Regions from separate parts of the Danio rerio genome. Here region 2 is linked to region 1. Evidence: chromatin contacts called from public Micro-C data. All regions are on one chromosome and are shown on one strand. Each heading gives the region's core, a stretch centred on a gene start, on an enhancer-like site or on the middle of the called end of the contact. The rest is flanking DNA. Distances are from core to core; before and after follow the strand shown. Region 1 holds the start of cbx7a (chromobox homolog 7a). Region 2 holds the start of napsa (napsin A aspartic peptidase).

The links. A called contact is a pair of places that touch in the nucleus more often than the background predicts.
Region 2: a contact with region 1 is called in a Micro-C map of caudal fin, with 6 times the contacts expected there. The contact joins the promoter of napsa here to the promoter of cbx7a in region 1. A contact is called at or near these places in 2 of 18 Hi-C or Micro-C datasets (caudal fin and hematopoietic stem cells) and 1 of 4 datasets of contacts at active chromatin or transcription factors (gastrula embryo).

The regions. Positions count from the first base shown.
Region 1 is chr3:23,727,110-23,731,018 of GRCz12tu, reverse strand. It overlaps cbx7a (chromobox homolog 7a), which reads right to left and starts at 1,443. Exons shown (of 6, transcript NM_001017853.2): 1 at 1,171-1,443; 2 at 81-124. The coding sequence starts at 1,239.
Region 2 is chr3:23,863,478-23,867,366 of GRCz12tu, reverse strand. It overlaps napsa (napsin A aspartic peptidase), which reads right to left and starts at 2,404. Exons shown (of 9, transcript NM_200031.1): 1 at 2,213-2,404. The coding sequence starts at 2,280.

The DNA of each region.
Region 1 (3,909 bases), core at 194-2,693:
AAGATGCACCCACATACTGTGTCCTAGTAGTAGGCTGTATTTTGTTTTGTAAAAATGACCTAAATAGGGGAGCAACTTACTTAGGCGACCATCCTTGCCACTTTAAAAGATATTCCACATTTCCCTGAAACGAGAGCGAAAGAAGAAAGGAGTCACTTTCACTTTTAAAGTTCAGATGGAGACATACGTCATACTCCTCGACGAATCCATGATCCAAACACTCAGCTGTCCCTTTAAGATGTCAACACGCAGTAGTATTTTGACAGAAATTATACAGGATGAAACGGAGCCGTGCGCGCAGTGCGTAATGTGACGTGACCATGGGTGAGCTCGTGAGTTCCATTTAAAAAAAAAAAAAAACACAGCGACTTTCAGGAACATTCATGGGATGGAAATAGGTGGGGCCATGGAAACGCGTAAACAACTCATTTTGTGCAACGTGTGGAGCGGTGAAGGTCTTTCCCCCCTCATGCTCGAGCGTGCGAAATGAAACCGCGTGCACATGCAGCGTTAGTCATCATCATCATCATCACCAGCTATTACTGTACATTACAACATCTGGCTCTATATTACGCAGAAAATAATAAATAACAAAAACACCTACCAAAGCGATACTTACGCGTGCGTGTTCTATTATTAGACATAACCTATTTTGTTTATCACCCTATTAAGAAACGAGTTTATTCCGCCACTGATTCGAAGTGCTCCGATTATTTTGACAACTGCGCGGATGTTTACGCGCATCATCTGTGACCCTGCGCGCGTATAAATAAACTGCGTAGCCACGAAACGCGGCGATTTTCCGAGCGAAAAGCGCATCGATGGCGATGATGATGACACGCGCGCTGTTCTCACACACCCCCTCCATCTATAGCGCTCGCGATTCAAGCGCGAGATCTTACTAAAATTCACAAACTTTCGAGAATAACATTCAAGTTACCGCAGTGTTGTGCACACAAGAAGCTGTGCAAAGAGAAAGTTTCGAAATGTTACGCAAGCAGATGTGTTATTCACTCGTGAGTCATTCCTAAACTGCCAACAAAACAAAACTGCGCGGACTTTAGGGGATATTCATCATTTCAAAACAGAAAGCAAATAGAGCCTGCAGAATACTGTGCAGTAAAACAGCTGAACCAAGTCTATTTTAATGCGCATCAGCATCGTCCTTACTTTTCTTATCCTCTTCTTCGTTATTGACTCCACCGCAAACACTTGCTCTCCTATTGATGACAGCTCCATGTTCATGAGATCATTCAGTGCAGCAAAGAGTTTCTGATCTCTTCCGTTTTTCCTCTTCAGAGGATGAGATGTCGTCGAGATGTCCCGCGTAGACTCTGGCAGTGTGTTTTCTTAGGATTTAAAGCCGTCGGAACTCTTAGTGCACCTTCGGGTCCGCTGCTCGTCCAGCTCTGAGTTTTAAAATCTGCGACACATGTACGCACTGGCTTTGCTTGGCGCGTGCACGCTCTACTCGCGCGCGCCCACCCACTTCTCCTTATGGCAAGCCGACTTAGCATTTATTTTATTTTTTAAAGGTTCAAGACACCCTGGAGTCCTTTTTAAAAGATTCGAACAGATTTGTGTGTTAAGCATCAGTTAAGGCAACGTTAGCACTTGTCAGCTTTAATTGTGGGGAAAACCGAATAATTATGAGCTTTTGTCAGCTAATTTTATTTTCTGGATTTAATTTTTTTTGGGCCGGGATCAAAAATGGTGACTTAGCGCAAATCTGATAGTGCAGTGATTATGCGTCGGTTTCTCATTATTATTATATTATCCTATGAGAAGACCCTGCTTCTTAATTATTAATGAGAGCACATGCTTTCCGAAGGCAAGGCACTTAGCAATATTTAGAAAACGGCAAAAGTCAGACCGAGTCCCAAATCAAACTTGCAGCCAATCAGCAGTAAAGCATCATTCACAATGCACATGAAAGCAGAGCATGTTTGTTTTCATCACTCACATTAACAGATAAGGGGTTGCGTTCGCAAGCGCATACTTCTATATAAGTAGTATGCAAACTGATTAGTATGGCCAAATTCATAGCATTCGAAAAACAGTATGATAAAACAACCCGGATGACCCTCATACAATGGAGGGTATGCTATCCCATGATGCCGTGCGAGAGAATTTATGAGTGAAGCGTTGTAACTGACGCAGGAAGGTCATGTAATAATGACAAATAGTAATGTGTAAGCTGTAATACATCTGAGTTCCATTTGTACTACTCGCATTCATACTATATATACACTTTTCTAATGGTCATATAGTAAACTCAAATTTAAATGAATGTAGTAACTACTTGAGTATAGGCAATTTTGGATGCAGCCAAAGCTTTCATACAGCATGGCAAAGTAGTGCAGCAATGCACAGCGTAAGCAGATCTGAAGCAGGATTGATCCTTGCATGCATGATCGTGTTGGTGTGGAGGGATCTGCGTGACCCATGGTGCCTGCCTTACGCATAGTCGTGCATTTATACCTCTGCTTGCTGTTTGTGTTGCTCTGCAAATTTCTTCACAGGTGTTTTTCTTTTTCTGAATGTTAAAAGTAGCTAAAACTTGCTTATTTAGAGCCAGGCCCTTTTTGAAAATACCGGTGAATTCGTTTCGGCAATTTTCTGGAAAGGGAAGTTGTAACATTACTTGTAATTTGCCGGAATACTGCGCTCATTGCGGGAAAGAACGTGTGCAGTCTAGAATGCGCTGCCGTGAGACGTTTACTTCAGCCAATCAGAACAGTCAGACGCATTCACTTCCTCGTGGTTTATAAAAATAAAAGCCTTTGAATATTTTTCAAGTCACATTTAGCTGCTAGATTTTAGTCAAATAACATTTATATGTTTCTTTTTAATGTCAGCTGTGTAAATAATTATCGATAAGATGCTTATGATAAGCCGTTGTTTGTTTAACTTTAAGCTCTGCTTCCTTCAGTTGTGTGACGTGTCACGTGTGCCCGTGAAGCATCCAGTGAGCGCCAGCACACCCATATTATGAACATCTCGACATGCGAAAGTGTTTCTTTATAAATTTTTATTGACGTTGTTCACAATACTGATTCATCCACAGAGTTTGTAATGTAGTCAAATGTTAACGATCACAAGCGCAGCCGTTTAGAGCTCATTTCTTGTTAATGAAGTCAGAATTTACCCGTATTTTGGAATGGATGTGTGAATGCTCTTTTCCAGAAAAAGAATTCCATAACGTCCTCGCCTGTGTGAACAGCGCTTTTTAAAATTTTCTGGTAAAGTCATTCCGGAAATGATTCGGATATTTACCGGTATCACTCTGTGAAAGGAGCTATGGAGTCAGTTAAGATACAGCAAGCCACAAATTTCAAATCAATTTGGCCTGTGCAGTGGTTAAATCAACAGGTTCTCACATACTGAAAGAAGGGTTAGTATACCTAGAGTTATGCACGTTTGCACAGACATTTAGGGAAAAAAGTACAATATAACTGTAAAAAGAACTAATTACAACAAGTGACAAGCGTAAGAATGTCTAATGCTAAACGCTGAATGTTACCTAGGATTGCCATACTTCGCCGTCCCTTCAGCACTGCACCGAGCACGAATGGCCACGAGAGTTCGCGCGCGTCAAGGAAGGAGCGCGACTGTTTTTGCCGAGAAATGGATATGAAAAACGGGAAAAGGTGGTCTCTCTCTGTGCGATAAAGACGTATTAGTGCGATGAGTCACTTTTGAGCTTCCCATCGGGTCATTGCAGATGCTGATGTAAAGCCCTGTATATAGAAACGTGATCTACGGAAACACATACACCTAAAAAAGAAAGTACTTAAATTGTGTTTTCCGAGAAACGCGCTGAATAACAATGATAAATATCCCGGTCCTTCCCGGAATCTGCGCCAACAGAATTCCAGAAAGTTCTGCTGATTTCTAGAGAATTCCAGC
Region 2 (3,889 bases), core at 1,155-3,654, 140 kb before region 1:
GAATTGGGCTAATGACTCGCCTCGTAAAAATGAGTTGTTACAAAACACTAATACGGTGCAGCTAAATATCAACTTCGATATAAACGGTCCTGGGAATAAGTATTTTATTTTTTACTCCTCTACAAAATCATCATAATCAGTACAAAATTTCCTAAATTGTTATTTTTCCAAAAAGAGCTATTCCAGAAATTTTATTCAATATTGCAGGAAAAAAAGTATGTCAGTTTTTTTCAAATATCGTGCAGCCCTAGCTCGCGGTGACAAGTTCAGTTTCCAGCTTGAGGTCTTTGCTGATTCTGTTCCCCTTTCTCTGCTTCCCACACTTTTCTGTCTCAACTGTACTGCCCTAGACAATAAAGGTGAAAACCCCCTAAAAATAATTACACTACATTTTAATAGTTTATAAAAATGTATTAATAAAAATGACATCATTATGATCCATGTAATGCTGCATTTTTGCTATTGTGTTATACATTTTAGTGTGTTTTCATATATAATTGCTATTGATTAAATATTGTCACTGCGCTATTACCATGGTGAGTTTAAGATGTTAAAGAAAAGCAAAAAAGTTTAATACAGATTTAATTTCCCTCAACCCCCACATACACTTAAGTGCAAAGGTCACAAACTGGATTCCTGGAAAGTGGCAGCTCTGCACAGTTTTGCTCCAATTCTATTCAAACACACCTGATCCAACTAAAGAAGGTGTTCATGACTCTTGAACACCTTGATTATTTGGATCAGCTGTACTTGATAGGGTTGGAGCAAAACTGTGCAAAGCTGCAGCCCTCCAGGAATTTAGTTTGAGACATGCTTTAGCGCAGCAGTGCTCAACCCTGTTTCTGGAGATCTACCTTCCTGCAGATTTCAGCTCCAACCCTGATCAAACACACCTGAACCAAATGATTAGGAGCTGAACAGCAGTTGATAATTACAGGCAGGTGTGTTTGATATGAGTTGCAACTAAAATCTGCAGGAAGGTAGATCTCCATGAGCAGGGTTGGTCACCCTTGCTTTAATGTATCCTGACTGCTTACATTTTTTTCCATTTAGACCAGGGGTGTCCAAACTCAGTCCTGGAGATTGATTGTCCTGTAGGTTTTAGCTCCATCTTGCCTCAACACACCTGCGTTTATGTTTCTAGAAAGCCTACTAAGAGCTTGATTAGCTAGCCCAGGTGTGTCTGATTGAGGTTGGAACTAAACTTTGCAGGACACCGGGCCTTCAGGACCGAGTTTGGACACCCCTGATGAGACATTTTCAACATGATATACAGAAGACACACAAAAACAAACATTTCAGTGGAACAAACGTTTATTGTATCAAGATGCCTTGTTATTTTAGAAAATATATTTTAACTTTCATTTTCAGTTTTATAGAATTTCCCTTCAGCCACAAAATGTAGCCTTTTGGATATTTTAATGAGTATCGATCAGATTGTTTTTACATAAATGTATGTTAAGATTAATGACAGTTAATATGGTGGCAGTGCGTTCAGAAAAGCATTGATAACACCGCCCATGAATAGCTACGCATGAGCAAAGCATTGCATTGCTATTGGTCGATTTGAAGTCAACTTAAACTTTCAGGTTTTTGTACTAGTGAGAGGTTTTCATGTACCTTAACAATGTGAGGCGATTATATAAGAAAACATGCCAATTTATTGGTCGATTAAATCAACTCTTACGCTTAAAAGATCTGATCACGAGCTGAACATCACTGCGTCAAACTAGATCGCAGCCATTATAAACAACTGTAAGCCTGACATTTCAACTCGCTTTATGAAAATAAGTTTTGTTGCTTCGACGTTTGTTTACATTATATGGCTTATCAAATTGGACTTTGCGAACAGTAGATCACACATGTAACTGTTTACTGAAATGTAGCCATACTCGGTCATGTGAGTTCAACTTCCTGATCTTCAGCGCCAGTTGATGCTGCTGCTGTTTTAAGCTTTTTACACACAACCTCCAAAAGCAGCACTGTAATTATGATGTGTATGAAAATAGTCTTAACTGATGATATATATCAGATGTATTTCATTTGATTGCAAAACTATAGCTGATTTCAAATATAGCTGAATGTTGCAAATACATTAAGAGATATTTAAAGCAAAATTACATAAATACATACAATGCGTATGTAGAAACACATGTTGAACAGATACAAATACAATTAGATCACTAACAAATAAGAAAATGCTTGCATTTACCTGATTATTGCTTGGCTGTCCGCAATTAACAGCCCTATTAAAAACGCGAATAGGTGAAAGCCGTTCATTTTCTGATCTTTAAAGGAACCGAATAGTTGTACTTCTTTTCTGATCCTTATATGACTTGCTATTGCAATTCTGAAATTTTACTCGTACCGCCACCCCTTGTGCGCAACTCATACATCCGCAAGTGTATTTCGGAGAGCTTCGTGGAACTTCGGGGATTTCCGTTGTACTTGGTTGAAGCGCAAATCAACAAAGTTCAGTTTGACACACCCGCTTCTTCATGGAATGTGCTGAAATGTGGTATCACTGGTTGAGTTACATCAATTCAATTAAATGCAGCTGTTGATATGATAAACGAGTTCTACTGTGAGTAGCAAGAAGATCAGTTTTACTGTGAGTAGTCAAAATAGAAATGGCCTTCCTCATTTTCGTCAGAAAAAGCTGAGGAACAGAGGAAGCAAATGTGGTACAACGCAATCGAGGAAGTGGAGTAATCAAACCCAATGATTTGTTTTTCTTATAGGTAGTCGTACAAAATATAGACTATTTTTGACAATGTATTGCAAAAAACTCTGCTATAAAAAGTGTAAATAAATAGGCTAAATAAAAAATCATCACATAACTTATAATAGTTTCTACTACACATAGCCTATTATTAGAATCACAAAACATTTGAATTTAAACATTAAAACTAGTACATTTTGATGGAATGTACTGGTGTCATCAACAAAATACACTAAATTGCATTTAGGCCTGCAAAGACCAGTTTCCATTAGAGCAATTGTTCAACCAAAAATGAAAATCTATTCATTATTATCTACTCTCCCCCAAGTGGTTCCAAACTTTTATGAATTTTTTTATTCTGTTTGGGGGAAAAACTATGAAAGTCAATTGTAACAGGTTTTTAACATTTTAATAAATATCACCTTTTGTGTTCAACAGAAGAAACAAACTCTGATTTGGAAGTGAAGGGTGAGTAAATGATGACAGAATTTCCAGTTTTGGGTGGACTATCCCTTTAAAACCATTATATATCTCCATATAATCATTTATATCATTAGCCATTAGCCAGTATACATTACCTGACAAAAGTCTTGTCAGTGATCCCAGTTGTAAGAGCAACAAATAATAACTTGACTTTTTGTTGATCACTTGGAAAAGGGGCAGAAGGTAGATATCAGTCAAGTTTGTTTTCTTTCAGATTTTCTTTTCGGCTTAGTCCTTTTATTAATCTGGGGGCGCCACAGCGGAATGAACTGCTAACTTATCCAGCATATGTTTTACACAGCAGATGCCTTTCCAACTGCAACCCATCACTGGGAAACACCCATACACTCTCATTCACACACATACACTATGGACAGTATAGCCTACTTAATTCATATATAGCGCATGTCTTTGGACTTGTGTGGGAAACTGGAGCACCTGGAGGAAACCCATGCCAACACAGGAAGAACAAGCAAACTTCACACAAAAATGCCAATTGACCCAGTTGGGGCTACCCACTGCAGCACGGCGTCGCCCATGGTCATAAGTGTACTGTAAAAAATAGTTTAGTTTTTTAAATAGAATTTGCAGTCAAAATAATATTCAATAACATACTCAACACATACATTTAAATAATAGTTTTTGACTACACTGATTGGATGTTCTCGTGGAGCCCGCCTCTCT